Regions from separate parts of the Pogona vitticeps genome. Here region 2 is linked to region 1. A link is a contact called in public Hi-C data. All regions are on one chromosome and are shown on one strand. Each heading gives the region's core, a stretch centred on a gene start, on an enhancer-like site or on the middle of the called end of the contact. The rest is flanking DNA. Distances are from core to core; before and after follow the strand shown.

Region 1 (6,800 bases), core at 2,462-4,961:
TTGGGTGCACCCCTGGATTGGTCTCCGAGTCTGGATGCCCAAGTTTCAGCAGTGGCCAAAAGTACATTTGCACATTAGGACCTAGTGTGCCAGCTGTGGCCATTGCCAGAGAGGTCTGCTCTGACCAGAGTTACACATGCCTTACTTTTATTCTTGATGCATTACTGTAACGTGCTCTATATGGGGCTATCTTTGGAAAGTGCTCAGAAACTTCAGGGGGTCCAAAATGGTGCAGCCAGATTGTTAACTGGGTTACAGCAATCACATAACCCCCCATTACAGCAGATTCACTGGCTGCCGATCCATTTCGAGGCACAATTCAAAATGCTGGTGTTAACCTATAAAGCTCTAAATACTTGGGTCCAAGCTATCTCAAAAACTGTATCTCCCTTCATAAGTCAGCCCCGGTGTTAAAGACCTCATCAGGGGAGGCCCTTCTGTCAGTCACAGGTGCACTTCATGGGACATGGGAGAGGGCCTTCTCTGTTGCTGCTCTCAGACTCTGGAACTCCCTCCCACAGGAGGCCAGGTTCACCCCATCTTTATTGTCTTTTCACAAGCAGGCAGACCTTTCTCTTAGTGAATGACTGCATAAGACAATAGATAATCTATATTTTGTTGCTCTTAAACCTGTTTTTCATAATGCTTTTACCTAACAGTTTTAATATATTATTAATTCTTCTTTAATATTTGAATAATTGTTTTTAGCTTTTAATATTGTATAACGATGTAGGGTGCTCTGGGTCCTTTTTGGGAGAAAGGTGGAGTAAAAATATTTCAAATAAATAGACAAGACAAACTAGAAACACTGTAGCAATAGGATGGGTAATATACTGTAGTACTGTACTACAGTACTTTCTGCAATTGCTCAGTTTTCCAATATGAAAGGCTAAAGAATCATTCAGAAGCAAAGGTGTATCCCAGGGTGAACTCTCGGTTACTGCTATAAAATTTGCCTCACAATCCAGATGAAATAATTACACTAACTCAAAGTAACATCAATGTGGGTATATTATTTTACAACAAAAGCATTTTGAAGTTACACTGCTCTATAACTCAGATGGCCATCTTTGTATAGGCTGATTTTCTTAAATATTAGATGTGTGATTAAAACATATTTTAAAGTTGAACTAACATGCTCTGAAGAAAAATAATTTAATCCAGAGAAAACATTTACTTCTTCAGCAGCAGATACAGTATGTTCTTTCTGTCAGTAAAACAGCACAAAATGTGTGCAAATATACATTCATATATAACTGTACTCTCACCTTGTTCCTTTACAGAGGCTCTGCTGCCAGGCTCTGAACGCTCAACTATCAGCTGGCTAGTGAAGGTCATGAATTCTTGAACACTAAAAACAAAACAACAACAACCCACAGTTAATTACCAAAGCTCCCTACATTCACCAAACAGACTGGAGAGCCACTGGAATAGATAAGAAAATCAAATTTCACTACAAAACATTTTCCAAAATCACTTTGCAAATTTACCTACTTAAAAGTGCAATACAAACAATGACTAGATAGGCAGGGTATAAATACAATAAATAAAAATAAATAAATAAACAGGAGACTATTTTCAAAAGCAAGTTCCAAAGCCAGAACCACTTGAAAAAGGCAAATGCCATCAACATGAGTGAACATTTATTCAACTCCAGTGTCTCCTTGTCAATTACACTGGAGCAGTTTCCACTGAATAACTTTGTACGTAACTGTCACCTAAGTTGTGTTGGAACAATGTTTCCAAAGAAACAGAAAGGGCAAATGAATTCTCAATTGCTATGACAATTCGCTTTTCATTCTGTAGGTTAATATAAATCTTTCAAATATAGCTTTGTGATAAGAGGAACTTAGTATTCTGGGACCAAATTCAAAGTATCACAAGATAAACAATGTAATAATTATCACGGTATAATTAATACTGATAAAGTCAATTACTACCTGCAGTAAGAAAGCTATATTAAAGAATTCTCTAAAGAAAAATAATTCATTACAGTTCACATCTTAAAGTTTGTACAACCATTTCAAGGGGCACACCATAGTACATTATGAAGACATTGACAGGGAGACAGAAAGCTACCTCAGTAATCATCCTAATGCAATAGGAACATACCTGGATCTCTGGAAAAAGCTAAATGATGACACATCATATGCAGCTTTCAGTAAATGCACTTTGGGGTCTCCTTTGTAAAGGACACTTAAACTGTAGAGCTTCATCCTTTCACCTACTTAACCTTCCCCAATTCTTGATAACCTGAGCAAAAGATACAAGAAAAATGAATGTGTACCCGAAATGGGATAGTTAAAAAATTAAGACAGATAAAATACACTATCATGAGAATAACTATGAATGTGTTTCTAACAAGAATCTATAGGTCAACTACATGAACACTTTGCACAAGCCCACGAGGGCTTAAAACAGACACTGCTATCTTATCCACACTTATTTGAAAGTAAATTCTATAGCATTCAATGGGGGGTGTTATCATACATAGAGAAATAGCAAGGCAACACTTAACAAAACATCCTCGCCAATAATTCTATATTGCCCTAGAATTTAAGAGAGGCATCAAATGTAACAGACACACTTCTCTTTAAATGAAATAAATGATACCCGATCATGTTAGTCACAGGTAATGCATTATTTCTTCCATGAAAATGTGGGTTAAAAATTTTTCATGGACTAGACTTTAGTCCATCAGATGCCTGAACTTTATCCTCACCTGGCCAGACAGTTCATGCCGTAACCACCAGCAATGGGGCAAAAAATGTAAATGAGGTACAGTTTGTGCTATTTCTATGCAAAACTGAAATGTACTTAAAATATGCCTCAATAACCACAACCACTAGGGTCTTGTCAATTGTTTCGTATTTCCATAATTAAATCAACCTCAGGGAGGCTCATCTTAGATCACATTATGTACAGAAAATAAAATAAAAGTCAGGACCCTATTAGTGATTTGCAACAGTAAAAACGCAAGGGTACAAACCACAGCAACGAACTACCTCTACCTAACAAGTCACTGCTTTCACTGGGGGGGGGGTCTAGTCGATGCTGCAATTTACTAAATAACCTTTTTAATGACAAAAAAAAAAAAATCTGCCATGGTAGGTTGTACGTCAACCAGGTCTTCCTGTCAGCCGCTTTTGAGGAGAAGCGCCTAGGGCTCCGTCGGCCGCTTCCGCTTTGCTGGCGGTCACCGGGCCGGCGGCTCTCGTCTCGGGCGTAGATGTGGGTGCGAGTCCCGCCGCTGGTTGTGTCTGACTCACGCCGTGCAGGCAAGAAGGCGTGTGTTGCCTCCCTCCCTCCCTCCCTCTCTCTCTCGCCCGCGCTCCTCGGAGCCCCGACGGGATGAGGAGGAATCACGGAAAGAGCAAACCCTCCTCCCCGTCGGTCACCGCGGCCTCTTCCCACGGCGCAGCCCCGGGTCCCGTCTGGGGAAAGGCGCCCACAACGACACCCAGGGCGGCAGAAGGGGCCCGTCCCGGAACCCCCCCCCCATCCGCCCGTGCGGCCTTCCCTTCCCTTCCCGCCTCCGACTGAGACAAGCCGCGGGCCGGCGCTGCGCACTCACCCGAGACCGCCCTCCCCCCCTCGCACGAAGACGGGCGGCCCGCACTGGCTCCGAGCCGCGTTCTTCCCGACGTCTCCGCGGTTCCCTTAAGACAGCAAACGAGGCGGAAGCTGGCGCGCCCTTTCAACCGGATATAGAGTCCGGATCCGGAAGTGCTCCCGGCCGGACGACGGTTTAACAGTCCTAGAGCTAGTAAAACTATAGAGTATGCATGCAATTCAATACTTCCGACCTTGGTTGGATCACTGCGAAGCCTTGCTTGGATCGTTTCAGTGATCTAATAAAAGCAGTAGCCGTGCTAGAATTTACTCTCTATTCCTTATAGTTACTATCCATAATTATATTACTGTACTGCTATTATTGTTGATACTGCTATTGTCATACTTACTACTACTATCAATAGTTATGTGCCTTAAGTCGGAACCGACTTATAGAGACCCTAATAAGGTTTCAGGGGTTTGTGTTTTACTCCATATGTTTTAAGAAGTAGACAAAAGCTCATATTAAAATATAACAGTTAATATTTGAGGTTCCACAGAGCTTTTGTCTTTTTTTTATTTTAATTTCTTTCCTTTGGGTTTTATATTTAGAAACAGCACATGTAAGATGTTTAAGAAGTGCTTTCACCAGTTCCAGACCACCAGTGAGTTTCCATGGCCAAGTGGGGACTCGTAGTCAGTCCATCGCTCCATCTACCACACCACACTGGGTACATTGATTTACTAATTGTACCCCATTTTTCTCCTTAAAAAGGACCCAAGGCAGCTTTTGTTATTGTTTAGTTGTTAAGTTGTGTCCAACTCTTCGTAGACCAGAGTACACCAGGCCCTCCTGTCTTCCACTGCCTCCCGGAGTTGGGTCAAATTCATATTGGCCGCTTCAATGACACTGTCCAACCGTCTCGTCCTCTGTCGTCCCCTTCTACTCTTGCCTTCACACTTTCCCAACATCAGGGTCTTTTCCAGGGAGTCTTCTCTTCTCATGAGCTGGCCAAAGTATTGGAACCTCAGCTTCAGGATCTGCCCTTCCATTGAGCACTTGGGATTGATTTCCTTCAAAATGGATAGGTTTGTTCTCTTCGCAGTCCAGGGGACTCTTAAGAGTCTCCCCCAGCAACACAATTCAAAAGGATCAAGTCTTCGGCATTCAGCCTTCTTTATGGTCCAGCTCTCACTTCCATACATCGCTACAGGAAAAATCATAGCTTTGACTATGCAGACCTTTGTCAGCAAGGTGATGTCTCTGCTTTTTAAGATGCTGTCTAGGTTTGTCGTTGCTTTCCTCCTAAGAAGCAGGCATCTTTTAATTTCGTGCCTGCTGTCTCCATCTGCAGTGATCATGGAGCCCAAGAAAGTAAAATCTGTCACTACCTCCATATCTTCCCCTTCTGTTTGCCAGAAGGTGATGGGGCAAGTGGCCATGATCTTAGTTTTTTTGAAGTTGAGCTTCAGATCATTTTTTGCGCTCTCTTCTTTCACCCTCATTAAGAGATTCTTTTTAAAGTCCTCCTCACTTTCTGCATTCAGAGTGGTATCATCTGTATATCGGAGGTTGTTTTTTCTTCCAGCAATCTTAATTCCATCTTGGGATTCATCCAGTCCAGCCTTTTGCATGATGTATTCTGCATATAAGTTAAATAAGCCGGGAGACAACATACAGCCTTGTTGTACTCCTTTCCCAATTTTGGACCAATGAGTTGTTCCATATCTAGTTCTAACTGTTGCTTCCTATCCCATATATAGATTTCTCAGGAGACAAATAAGGTGGTCAGGCACTCCCATTTCTTTAAGAACTTGCCATAGTTTGTTGTGGTCCACACAGTCAAAGGCTTTTGCGTAATCAATTAATTAGAAGTAGGAGGCAGAGCTTTGTTGCGGTGCTTCCAGCAGCTTCCAGCAACAGCTCCCAGGAAAAGCTGGAACCGCCTGGTCTGGGGTCCCTCTAGAAATGGGGGATCAAAGAGACGACCAGGAGAGGTCTCCCTGAAGCAGTTGGTCAGCACCAGAAGGAAGAAGATTGGGCAGCAACCTGGTATTTCTTCCCTCTGAAAATTCACCCGAGCACAGATCGGATGCGGGAGCTATGTTGGCAGAGAGCTGTGAGTAACTCCACCCCCACCTCCCAAGGAGAGGAGAACAAGAAATACAGTACAGCGTTGAAAATATATAATAACGAAGTAAGCTGAAGCCTTTGATTTATGAACAACCCCATTAAGCTGAAAAAGAAATTAGATTGAAAATACTTGGCCAAAAGAAGGAGCGGCGAGTTTTGCTTACCAGCCTGCTTCTTCAAAAATGAAACTGATTCTTAAACAGCAAGCTGGTTCAAGGCTGAAAGTGAGACAGTGAGACAGAAACTTTTGTTTCTGGAAAAAATCCTACAGTGAAATATCACTGAATAGGCTTTAAGAGACAAAAATTTTGTGAATGCTGTTTAGCCTAGACCTTTACCCCTAGACCAGGGATGGCGAACCTATGGCACACGTGCCACAGGTGGCACAGAGAGCCCTCTCTGTGGGCACACGAGCCATAAGTTGCCATAGAGAAATACTTATCCGTCCTCCGATCCCGGATTTCAGCACTCCCCTCTGCTGGTGCAGTGTCCAGCAGAGGGGTGGAATTGTTAATACCGCCTATAGCAAAAAACACAAACATTTAATCCTTGCAGTGAAGGAACAGTTGTTTTTTCTAAACTAAAACCTCAGCATTCGAGTTTTAATTGCAGTGTTGCCACTCTGAAATAAATAAGTTGATTTTGTGTTGCAGTTTGGGCACTCGGGCTCAAAAAGATTCACCATTACTGCACTAGGTGCTCAGAGGCAGCCACTGCCCTCAAGCAGCAATTTTGCAGTACCAGTGTATTTTTGCCATCTATCCATGGCATGGATCCTCATTAATTTTAACGTATGCTCATCTCCAACTCATTGCCCATCTCCGTTTCCTCGGCTGTGGCACTTTCGTGAGAGGTTGGACTGTAAGCTTCTTTGAAGTGGCAAATTTTCTCCCCACTTGTACTTTGCAAGGAGCTGTCCATGGAGTGCTCATGGTGTGGATGATGAAGATGAGGCTTGCCAGATCTCAGAGAATGAGCTGCTGTGGCAGGAAATGGCTGGGCTCCCCTGACTCTCCAGGCCAGGCAAACAAATGTGAGGAGCAGAGGTGGAAGGGAAGGAGCGAGTCTCGTTTATTGCTACGGGGTGGCCATAGTGTTTGGGTACCCAACTCTA
Region 2 (6,078 bases), core at 1,920-4,419, 130 kb after region 1:
AATGTACTGTCGAATTTAACTCTCAAAGGACTGGGTGCAGATCTGTTTTTCATTGCAATGAGTTTTAATATTAACCCGTGATTTAATAACAGGTGTGTTTTAATGGCAACATACTATGGAATTAAATAGCCATTTGGAGGGACAAAACACCATGATTTTGCCCGGAGTATGGTGAAAGCTACAAGAATGAAGTTCCTTCAGTCACATTATGCAGAAAGAAGGTTCTTGGAAGGGGAATGGAAGCCTTAGATATCCTATTACTTTTTCTATAGTCAATAATATTGGCTTAGTTCAATGCAATACCTCATTTTAATCCACCCTCCCCTTTGTTTTTTTGCTTGCTTTCTAGGTGGAACAGATGTTTGCTCTAGCTCCTATAGATGTGGCTGGAAACATTGATTACAAGTCTTTGTGTTACATCATCACACATGGTGATGAGAAGGAAGACTGAGGAAATTAATAGGATGTGGCTGTGATGAAATATGTAGGGTATCCATTGCATAGCTCATAATCCTGCAATAAAAGGCTGAATGAAAAATGAATAAGGCTTTGATTTTGATGACAAAATACAAACTATCCAAGACTAAAGCCAGGCACATTTGCAGAGCTGTGGGACAGAACTGAAAGGATGTTCTCCCAGAACTGAGTTTAAGGACAGCTGAGTCCTAAACGTTTGTACTAGAACCTAGTTGTGAATATGGCTGATTGGCCACCAAGAAATGTCTCATCTAATCCTGCTATGAGGCAACTCAAACTCTCCCATCACTTGAGGTAAGAAACAAAGCACCGTCAACACACTGCACAAGTTTCTCCCCATGGAGAGTACCCACCTCTCACTCTTCCGACAGCATGTGCACATAGTAACAGTCACATGCAACCACTTGCCATCTTGTGCTAGAGAGGGAGCACTTTCTCATGATGTTCTCTGTATACAGTCATGTTCTGCTGTTGGATTAAAGGGAGGGGGGTAAGATGGAGACAACAAAGGGTGAACAGGAGGCAGGGTTGGAGTCTGCCCAAGATGGGCTACCAGGGGAGAAAAGGAGCCAGAAGCAGCCAAGAGCCAACTCATCCCTGCCACGTTGCTTTGGCTCTGCAGATCCTAAAGGGCCAGACGTTATTAAATAGCTGGCTTTGTATAGTGTGGCCTTGAAGAAAGTGCCAATGACATGCAGCAGCGGCATGGCTGCAGTCTCTTCCTCTGCATCTTCTAATGGCCTGTGGGGGTTCCTGCCACTTAACTGAGCTCTGTCATCTCCTTCTGCATCCCTGGCACTCTGCTCCGTGACCTCATAGTAGGACTGGCCCTGGCTTGCCACACCACCAAAGGGTGCGATCATAGGGGTATATAGCCCTCATTTGGGACCGCTTGTGTTGTAGTTTGATTCAAGTGACCTCCCAATGATCACATGACATATGGGAATAGTGCTCCAACCTGACTGTGATCCATGCCCAAGCTATACCTTTTTGGCCTTGAAGGAGGGCTACTACAGTACTTTTGGGGGCCCAGGCTGGAGAGTGATTCTTTGACAAACAGAAAGGTCACTTTAAGGGAGATTGCTCCTGGTAAAGCAACCATATCTGGTGCAATTAGATGCATACCTTTCTGGCCATCTGATCACACCTTAACTTATGCCCCCTATAAACTTACAGAAACAAAATGAGGGAAATTGTGCAATGCACTTTATTGATTGGGGGAAAGGAAAAGATATACCCCAAGAAAGTAATTCAAGCTTTGAAGCTGGACAACAAGCATCTGAAGTAATCTGTGGCAGTTTCCAAGATCACTCTGCATCACTAATAAGCCACACGTAGTGCAGAAAACAAAACACACCTGCTTATTATTGGCTAAGCTAGCTGGGAAACACTGCTTCCTCTTATGTGCTCATGCTGAACTCTTCATCTGCTAATGCAAAATTCACACCTTCAAGTATGTTAAGTGTCAATCAAACCCGATGGGACCAACTAGTGGGATCACTAGGCCCCTTAATGCTCTGATATTTACTTCATAATCAACAATCCTAACTACATGGTGGATTCTAGCCACCAACACTATACATGAGTAGACACTAGGCTTTAAATTATTTTTAAATAATCATATACATACAAAAATGTATATTTAATACAATAATGTACAAAAACCAAAAAAAAAGCAAGAAAACACCATAGTACGGTTGGTATTCATCACCACCAGGGTATTAGCTTATTAATTACAACTTCCATCCCTTTCTTACTCTTCCTTTCTATCTAATCAACATACCCCAATTATTTCCAGAAAAATAAGTCTTGGGTTGGGGTTTGTCCTTTCCTTTTTACAGAAACATGCTCTCTAAATACATCTCAAATATCCTTAAAATAATTAACCTTTAATATTTATTTTCTAATTTTCACTTTACAGCTTAATTTATCATTGATAGATAAGAGTCCCCAGTTCAGTTATAGATTACCAAAAATATTTGGCAAAGCTATCATTGGAAATGTTTCCAAACTGATACCTAGACTGGTACCTAACCGCCTAGAGTGGTCCTGACCCGACCAGATAGGCGGGATATAAATAAAATTTAAAAAAATACCTATAATTTTATTTACTTTCTCTGAACACCTTTCCCCAAACTTCCTGAATCCTCTCATATTCCCACCACGTGTGGAAATCCGTACTGAGGCTCTTTCTGCATCTCCAGTGTAGAGATGAAACTTCACCCTGTGTTTCCTTCTCTAAGGAAAGGAATCGAGCTCAGGTCGCCCAGAATCCTAGTCCAAAATTTTACCCACTCTGTCACAAAACCACGTTTTCCCGGCCTTCAGCATATCACACTACCAAGATAAGAACGAGGCCTCCCTAAAAAGAATTAAAGCCGGGGACAAAATTGTAAAAGAAAAAAATAACTGCTCTAGGGCTACACTTGATAGGAAATGGGGACCGTCCGCGGAGGAGTAAGAGGAACGAACGCCGCGGATTCCAAGTACTGTACAGTATATAAGAATACGACCACAGTCTACACTGCAGGGTTGTCGTAGAGATCAGCCAGCAGAATGAAAGATCACATCTTCTATTCTCCTCTCTAGGGCAACGTCTGCCCTGCCAACCGGGGGAAGAACACCCTGTTCAGGTCGTCTTCTTCCAAGCAAACGAGCTACCCTTCTACAATTTTTAAGTCTAGGGTGGGCGCGCCCTCTCGACGTCACTTCCCGTCGGTCGTTCTCTGGCGCGCTCGCGTTTGGCGCGTTTTCTCGCTCGTCTCTCTTGGGGCTCCTGATCTCCGAGGAGGCTCCGGCCTTCCTCCTGCCAGGGACCGGTGAGGGGACCAAACGGGTCGTGGGTGCAGGATAATCTCTGTAGACGAAGGGGGAAGGATCTGGAGCGGAGGCGGCGTTCGTGGGGCGGGAGGCGGGTTGGAGGCGGTCTTTTAGGGGTTCGCCCCCCTTTTCATCCCCTTTCCGGCACCTTTCCTGTGATCGTTGCTAAGGTGTTCTTGCGCAGCGCGAGCAAAAAAACCCCCCGAAGGCGAGGCGTTTCATCGGGGCGAGCAAAGGGTCTTTCCTCTCCCTTCCAGCTGTTACGTGGGGACCTCTAAGGAAACGGAGCGGCGAAGCCTCTCCGAGGGTGGAAGGAGCAAAAGGCGCAAAAGGTCCCTTTTTTGACTGACATTTTGTGTGTGTGTGTGTGTGTGTGTGTTTTGCAAGAGGTCTCTGCGTGATGGGCGAACATTGTAGGGGCAAGATGGGCACGAAGCAATGGGCCGCATCCTGTGCGGTCGTTCGGCAGGAGCTTGGCGTGGGGGGTTGACGCCTTGTGGGCACCGGAGGAGGCATTTGCCCTCCCAGACAGGAATGCGGGGGTTCCCTGCGTGTTTTTCTCTCTCTCTCTGTGTGGTGGTACCATGGCAACAACAGCAGAAGCCTTGTAGGTGAAATCTCCGTAAGAAATGCACTAAATGATGCTCGTTATAAAACATGACGTGGGTTTGGAGAGGGTTTTCTCTGGCAGAGTTAGTATCCAAAGGCATGGATTCAACCCCAACATATCCACTTAAAATCTCAAGCCTTTGTGCTGGGACTGGTGCCCGTGTTTGAGACCCGAGAGTGGTTAAGTAATATCCAGTAAGTTAGATAAACTGATGGGCTAACTCGGTGTACTGCGTGTTCGTAGGATGTGTTTGCCCTTGATGGATTACATGCATGGATCATGTGCATAGATTTTATGCCTATGTAGAGACTTGGACCCTGGTCTTTCTAATTCCCTTTTGGCACTCTTAACTGCCACCCACACCTACTCCCCATGTATAGATTCTACATCTACTATTTTCCCTGTTAGCTTCATACATCTGATGAAGTAAAGTCACCACATGCCAAATAGCATCATTTTAACATAATATGGAGCATAATATTCATTCACTCATTTTATTTGAATCACAGGGGGCAGGTATGCTTTTGTAAACAGAATATTAGTTATGGATTTGGGAAGGGCTTTCATAGAATAATAGAAAAGGGAAGTTGGAAGGGGCCTACAAGGCCATCAAGTCCAACCCCCTGCTCAAGGCAGGAATACAATCAAAACATATCTGGCAGGTGATTATCCAAGTTTTTCTTGAATGCCTCCAGTGTTGGAGCACTCACCAACTCCTGAGGTAACTGGTTCCACTGTTGTGTTGCTTTAACAGTTAGGAAGTTTTTCCTGATATTCAACCAAAATCTGGCTTCCTTTAACTTGAGCTCATTGTTGCATGTCCTGCACTCTGGGATGATTGAGAACAGATCTTGCTCCTCTTCTGTATGACAGCATTTCAAATATTTGAAAAGTGCTATCATATCACCCCTCAGTCTTCTTTTCTCAAGGCTAAACATGGCCAATTCTTTCAGCCTTTCCTCATAAGACTTGGTTTCCAGTCCCCTGATCATCCTTGTCACCCTCCTCTAAACTTGTTCCAATTTGTCAGCATCCTTCTTGAAGCGTGGTGTCCATAACTGAACAAAATACCCAAGGTGAGGCCTAACTAATGCTGTGGGATTTGGAAACTATACTTCTATTCGTAGTCGTTTAGTCATGTCCGACTCTTCGTGACCCCATGGACCAGAGCACACCAGGCCCTCCTATCTTCCACTGCCTCCCGGAGTTTGGTCAAATTCATATTGGCTGCTTCGATGACCCTGTCCAACCATCTCACCCTCTGTCGTCCCCTTCTCCTCTTGCCTTCACACTTTCCCAACATCAAGGTCTTTTCCAAGGAGTCTTCTCTTCTCATGAGATGGCCAAAGTAGGGTTGATTTCCTTTAGAGTGGATAGGTTTGTTCTCCTTGCAGTCCAGGGGACTCTCAAGAGCCTCCTCCAGCACCACAATTCAAAGGCATAAATTCTTTGGCAGTCAGCTTTCTTTATGGTCCAGCTATCGCTTCCATACATCACGACAGGAAAAAACCATAGCTTTGACTATTCGGACTTTTGTTGGCAAGGTGATGTCTCTGCTTTTTAAGATGCTGTCGAGGTTTGTCATCGCTTTCCTCCCAAGAAGCAGGCGTCTTTTAATTTCGTGGGTGCTGTCTCCATCTGCAGTGATCATGGAGCCCAAGAAAGTAAAATCTGTCACTGCCTCCATATCTTCCCCTTCTATTTCCCAGGAGGTGATGGGACCAGTGGCCATGATCTTAATTTTTTTGATGTTGAGTTTCAGACCGTTTTTGCACTCACCTCTTTCACCCTCATTACAAGGTTCTTTAATTCCTCCTCACTTTCTGCCATCAGAGTGGTATCATCTGCATATCGGAGGTTGTTGATATTTTTCCGGCAATCTTAATTCCAGTTTGGGATTTCTCCAGTCCAGCCTTCCACATGATGTATTCTGCATATAAGTTAAATAAGCCAGGGGACAATATACAGCCTTGTCATACTCCTTTCCCAATTTTGAACCAATCAGTTGTTTCATATCCAGTTCTAACTGTTGCTTCCTGTCCCACATATAGGTTTCTCGGGAGATAGATAAGGTGGTCAGGCACTCCCATTTCTTTAAGGACTTGCCATAGTTTGCTGTGGTCCACACAGTCAAAGGCTTTTGCATAGTCAATGAAGCAGAAGTAGATATT

What was found. A called contact is a pair of places that touch in the nucleus more often than the background predicts.
Region 2: a contact with region 1 is called in a Hi-C map of muscle, with 7 times the contacts expected there. The contact joins the promoter of POLD2 here to the promoter of YKT6 in region 1. A contact is called at or near these places in 2 of 2 Hi-C or Micro-C datasets (blood and muscle).

What each region holds. Positions count from the first base shown.
Region 1 is chr8:14,350,386-14,357,185 of PviZW2.1, forward strand. It overlaps YKT6 (YKT6 vesicular SNARE protein), which reads right to left and starts at 3,712. Exons shown (of 9, transcript XR_002301467.3): 1 at 3,575-3,712; 2 at 2,113-2,253; 3 at 1,269-1,351.
Region 2 is chr8:14,480,727-14,486,804 of PviZW2.1, forward strand. It overlaps POLD2 (DNA polymerase delta 2, accessory subunit), which reads left to right and starts at 3,170. Exons shown (of 11, transcript XM_020803577.3): 1 at 3,170-3,296. It overlaps LOC144584197 (a long non-coding RNA gene), which reads right to left and starts at 3,160. Exons shown (of 3, transcript XR_013538296.1): 1 at 2,574-3,160; 2 at 831-2,495. It overlaps MYL7 (myosin light chain 7), which reads left to right. Exons shown (of 6, transcript XM_078379778.1): 6 at 350-538. The coding sequence ends at 451.